Linked DNA regions of Pan troglodytes: region 2 is linked to region 1. Evidence: chromatin contacts called from public HiChIP or PLAC-seq data. All regions are on one chromosome and are shown on one strand. The core of a region is the stretch at or near the end of the contact, and the rest is flanking DNA. Distances in the headings are between cores, read along the strand shown.

Region 1 (2,760 bases), core at 119-2,618:
GCCAGATGTTAAGATGAAGGAGGAATACAACACATACTCAAGCCTCATCCTGTTTAGTTGTTTTCACTGGGGCTCGCTTTTCTGGGACGGTATTTATTATCAGACTGGCAAGCCTAACTCCATAGGTTTACAGGAAGTAGGGATATTTTTATAAAACAATTGTGTCCTCCCCACATTTTGCTATGTTAATATTTGCCTCTAACAATTTGCAGCTGTTTCACTTTTTCCTCATTTGTCTCTAAGTTGAAGGCCTTGTTGGAGGGGACAGAGCACAGGAACAGCCTTGACAGTCTGTAATTATTGTACAAATATTTTAATAGCATATAAATAAGTATATTCCTTTTATTTTGAAACAAAAATGATCAGACACTGCCTTTTGTGTGTTTGCTGCCTGTGGCATCCTTTTTTAAAAAGACTGTTACATATTAAAATAGTGTACATATATAAATATTACCTCTTTTGCTGTACAGTTGTGATAGAGACTGAAGATTTTATTTTTTGTGTGCTTTTTATAAGAAAATTAATACACTAAAGAATCTTGCTGATGTGATTGTAATGTACCTATGTAACTTATTTACTTTTGAATGTTCTTCTGTATCTTTAAACCTTTTATTAAATAAGGTTTTAAAAATTCAGAGTTGAATGCTTTGTTCTCTTGGGATTTTCACCATCTGGGGTTGATGTAAGTGCGCCTTGTCTTGCTTGCAGGGAGATTACTCGACATTTTTGAACCATAAGGATTCTCTTTTAGCAGCCTATTGTCAATGATGCCAGCCAGGAAAAGGAAAATAATACACTAATGTTTGCCTGGCTAAAAGATGACTCAGTAGACACAGACAGATTTTTACAAAATTTTAGACAAGAAAGAGTCTAAACTCCGTGTCTCACACAAATACACAGAAATGGCGCACTCCGACATTTTGGCTTCATTGGGATGAAATATGCAGGGTGCACAGTGTGGTCAGGGGCAACGGGAAGCCAGGGTTCTGAGGAGAGTATTTTCACGTGCAGGGTGGACTGGCTGAGCAACCCGAGTAGACAAGTCCACCATGAGGGATGCATTTCCAACAATATCATCTTAAATCCACTCCAGGATTGGGTTATTATTTTTAAAACACGGTGCTTAGTAGTAGTTGTTTACTGTTAAAATGCTAAATTATGAAAAAGGAAATGCGCCATCAGAGAAACAAATGTCCGAGCCCCTCGCTGGCTCCATGGCAACCGCTCGACTCCCGCGAGCCGCCGGAGCAGGCGTGCCTCGCGCCGGCTGTGACACCGTTGCCATGGAGACGCCCGAGCAGCTCCGCCGCGGGGGCGGGACGGGGCGGGACGCGGCGGGGCGGGGCGGACGCCGCTCGCCGGCTGGCCCCATCCTCCACTGCAGCAGTAACGTCGCGGCGGGTTGCGGGTAGGACTGGACGCCAGGGCAGCCGCGCAGCGCCTGAACCGCTGCGGGCCGCCGCGGCCGCCCCTTCCCACCCTCGCCTCTGCTGTCTCCAGCCTCGCTTCTCCGACTTTCCTGCTCCTCTGCTGCCTTCGTTTCTGGTCCTCGGCCGTCCTCGCCGCCCGCCCAGAGGAGTCCCCGCGCCCGCCAAGAAGCCGCTTTCCGCTGGCCCGCAGCCGCCGCGACTTCGGCACAGTTTCTCCCTCTGGCTAGTCTCCCAAACGGCCGCTCCTCGCCGGCGGGAAGACCAGGCTGCGACCGCGAACGCCCGATCCTCTCCAGGAGCCGCAGCGAGCGCCCGGCGGCCACGCCCCGCGACCACACCCCGGCGGCTCTCGGCCCAGCGCGCCTGCCTTCGCCGCCCGCCGTCGCTCCTCGCCCGCTGCACGACGACGCGACGCCCCTGCTGCAGGCGGCGGACCCGACCGGACCCAGACCCAGACGCAAGATGGCGACGGCCGCGTGACTGCCTCAGCGTCCCCGAGCTCGGCTCCGAGTGCACCTACGGACTGACTGTGGGGTCAGAGAAGGGCGAGATCAGGACTCTTTGTTAATCGTGACTGCATGAAGGTCGCCTCCCTCGGGCCTACTTGGTGGGAGTGTCTGGTATTGTTCTAAGGCCAGGAGCACGGTGAGCCACAGTCTGTTGCTAGAATTTGGCGTCTTGATAGTTGAGAAAATGGCGATGACACTGTTGGAAGACTGGTGCCGGGGGATGGATGTGAACTCCCAGAGAGCTCTGTTAGTCTGGGGCATCCCAGTGAACTGTGATGAGGCTGAAATCGAAGAGACCCTCCAGGCTGCGATGCCCCAGGTCTCCTACCGAATGCTTGGGAGAATGTTCTGGAGGGAAGAAAATGCGAAAGCAGCCTTATTAGAGCTCACTGGCGCTGTAGATTACGCCGCGATCCCCAGGGAGATGCCGGGCAAAGGAGGGGTCTGGAAAGTGTTATTTAAGCCCCCAACTTCTGATGCTGAATTTTTAGAAAGATTGCACCTCTTCCTAGCTAGAGAGGGGTGGACCGTGCAAGATGTTGCCCGTGTCCTTGGGTTTCAGAACCCTACTCCGACCCCGGGCCCAGAGATGCCAGCAGAGATGCTAAACTATATTTTGGATAATGTTATTCAGCCTCTTGTTGAGTCCATATGGTACAAGAGGCTGACACTTTTCTCGGGGAGGGACATCCCAGGGCCTGGAGAGGAAACCTTTGATCCCTGGCTGGAGCACACTAATGAGGTCCTAGAGGAGTGGCAGGTGTCCGATGTAGAAAAGAGGCGGCGGTTGATGGAGAGTCTTAGAGGCCCCGCCGCTGATG
Region 2 (2,760 bases), core at 123-2,622, 140 kb before region 1:
TGCGATTATTCTGCCACTAGCAACCCTGTTGACCACGCCTTGTTATAAAACGTATCTTTCTGGGCCCAGAGCCGTGGCTCACACCTGTAATTCCAGCACTTTGGGAGGCTGAGGTGGGAGGCTCACTTGAGGCCAGGAATTCGAGACCAGTCTGGCCAACATGGCAAAACCCCGCTCTACTAAAAATACAAAAATTAAGCGTGGTGGTGGGCGCCTATAGTCCCAGCTACACGGGAGGCTGAAGCTGGAGAACTGCCTGAGCCCAGGAGATTGAGGCTGCAGTGAGCCGAGATCCAGCCAGGACACTCCAGCCTGGGCAACAGAGCGAGACTTTGTCTCAAAAAACAAACAAACAAACCACGTGTCTTTCTGGATCTCTCTGCCAGTCTTCTCCTCCCCTTCCGGTTTTCTGGTCTCCCCCTTCCCCTCTCGAAGTCTTGCATGTGGAGATTCCTATCTTGCTCTTCCCTTTCTCAGTGACCTCCCTGAGCCCTGTGGCTCCTCCTACCAACCACTTTATATGGAAATTAATAATAATTTGCGTCTCTAGCCCAGAATTTCAAACTAACTGCCCAGCTCGTCAGCGCTAAGAGGATAAGGACTCGTCTGCTTTGTTCAATGATGTGAATCCAGGCCGGGCGCGGTGGCTCAGGCCTGTAATCCCAGCACTCTGAGAGGCCGAGGCAGGCAGATCACGAGGTCAGCAGATCAAGACCATCCTGGCTAACACGGTGAAATCTCGTCTCTACCAAAAATACAAAAAATTATCCGGGCGTAGTAGTAATTCCAGCTACTCGGGAGGCTGAGGCAGGAGAATCGCTTGAACCCGAGAGATGGAGGCTGCAGTGAGCCGAGATCGCGCCACTGCACTCCAACCTGGGCGACAGACAGAGCGAGACTCCGTCACACACACACAAAAATGTGAGTCCAATCCCCTATGCCCGGCACATGGTACGTGCTCAACAAATCTGTGTTAAATGAAAGTTTCAGAGGCACCTCAAACACAATTACGTCAAAACCTCAGGTTGCTTTCCCCCAGTAATTCAAAAAAAAACCCCAAAACCTGCTTCTGCTTCTCGAGCATTCCCTATCTCAGTGTTCCGGGCAATAACGCCAGTGTCCCCGGTAGCTCCGGGAGGACACCTAGAAGTCACCCTGGTTGAGAGTCTTCTCCCTCACCGCTGGGGCCCGAAGCAGCTTCGGGAGGCACAGTCGCTGCAGCCGCTCGCGCGTCACTGACCGTCGTGGAGGCAGGGTGAACGAAATCTCGCGTGATTTGCCGGAAAGAGGCTGTACTGCACGACCCCAGCTCGCCCCCAGGCCTCGGCCCTCTGACCGCAGTACGCAGGCGCGCGACTAGGCCCGGCTCCGCGCCCCCTCCCCTCCCAGGGGCGGGGTTTGGAAGCTTAGGGATTGGAAGTTTAGGATTCCGGGGCGCCCCACGTTTCCGGGAGAAGCAAGGGAAATGCGGAACGTCAGGGGAGAGTTACTAGTCTGGGCAAAGTGCATTAATAACTTAACTGAGATTGGTTCCTTGTGGCCGCCCCTACTGCCTTGACCCAAAGAGCAAATCTTGCAGCCTTGACCAGTGAGTTCACATTTAGCAGTCCGTGAAGAAGTTTTATTAGTTGTGTGGATTTCTCCCTGAACCTCGATTGGGAAATTATAGTGAGACAGGGACCGTCAAGCCTACTCCTTGTTTTATAGATGGGGAAACTGAGTCTTGGAGAGCTGATGTGTTTGGACCACCTACCTTTCAGCTGGTTAGGGGCAGTGCTGGGATAAAACCCCTCTCTCCGGACCCTAATCCAGGGCCCCTTTGCGCCTCTTTTATTTCACGAAGAATACCAGATTCCTCCAAGATTACCAGTGTGGGCTGATTTCTCAATTTCATTCATCGTTAGTCGTCTCCTTTTGTGCTGGACTGGGTTGAGAGAAGTGTATACCTAGGACAGCTTCGGATCCCCAGGGACTTCAAACCCTAAGAAAGATCATCTGAATTAGGCAGGTATAAGAATTGCTTGTATTCATGTGGGAGCTAATAGCTCAGCACAAGTCATGCATGGAGTAGCTGAAAGATGACTAGGTTGGTGAGCAAGGGAATAGTGATCAAACAGGTTGGAGTTCCTGGTAGCTTTATGTCTGAATATTTTTGCTTCTTTGGGAAAGCTTTAGGAAGGACTAGGAGAATTACACTACTTTGCAAACATTTTCAGACAGGAGCTAATCTCTTTTATCTGTCATGGACAGGTAGACAGACCTTCAATGCCTTTTGTAATGACTTAAACCAAATGATGAAAAATAAAATGCTCAAATAGACAAAAAGTAGTATAAAATAAAGGTAATCTAGAACTTGATTTAAAAGAAACACTCTTTCAAAATAGAAAAGAAGCCCTGCAATATTAAATTAGTTTTGGGGCTGGACGCAGTGGCTCACGCCTGTAATCTCAGACCTTTGGGAGGCAGAGGCAGGTGGATTGCTCGAGTCAGGAGTTCGAGACCAGCCTGGGCAACGTGGTGAAACCGCATTTCTTCAAAAAATAAAAAATAAAATGAAATTAGCTAGGTGTGGTGGTGCTTGCTGGTAGTCTCTCAGCTGCTCAGTAGGCTGCAGCGAGCCTTGATCACACCACTGCACTCCAGCCTGGGTGACAGACTGATACCTTGTCTCAAAATTTTAAAATATATGTGTATTAATTAGTTTTAGCTCTCTTGATTCTAGGGTCTGTGAACTCCTTGTAACAAGTGTGATTTTTCTCG

What was found. HiChIP or PLAC-seq counts read pairs in DNA pulled down with a chosen protein or histone mark.
Region 2: an H3K4me3 HiChIP or PLAC-seq map of stem cell-derived excitatory neurons shows a contact between it and region 1, with 4 times the contacts expected there. The contact joins the promoter of PTGR2 here to the promoter of PNMA1 in region 1. A contact is called at or near these places in 1 of 7 Hi-C or Micro-C datasets (stem cell-derived neural progenitor cells) and 1 of 1 datasets of contacts at active chromatin or transcription factors (stem cell-derived excitatory neurons).

What each region holds. Positions count from the first base shown.
Region 1 is chr15:71,671,673-71,674,432 of NHGRI_mPanTro3-v2.0_pri, reverse strand. It overlaps PNMA1 (PNMA family member 1), which reads left to right and starts at 1,368. Exons shown (of 1, transcript NM_001348394.1): 1 at 1,368-2,760. The coding sequence starts at 2,124. MIDEAS (mitotic deacetylase associated SANT domain protein) reads left to right here. Exons shown (of 13, transcript XM_016926382.3): 13 at 1-635.
Region 2 is chr15:71,808,887-71,811,646 of NHGRI_mPanTro3-v2.0_pri, reverse strand. It overlaps PTGR2 (prostaglandin reductase 2), which reads right to left and starts at 1,372. Exons shown (of 10, transcript XR_010151214.1): 1 at 1,180-1,372. It overlaps LOC129136931 (putative uncharacterized protein encoded by LINC00269), which reads right to left. Exons shown (of 3, transcript XM_054665863.1): 3 at 1,144-1,235. The coding sequence ends at 1,144.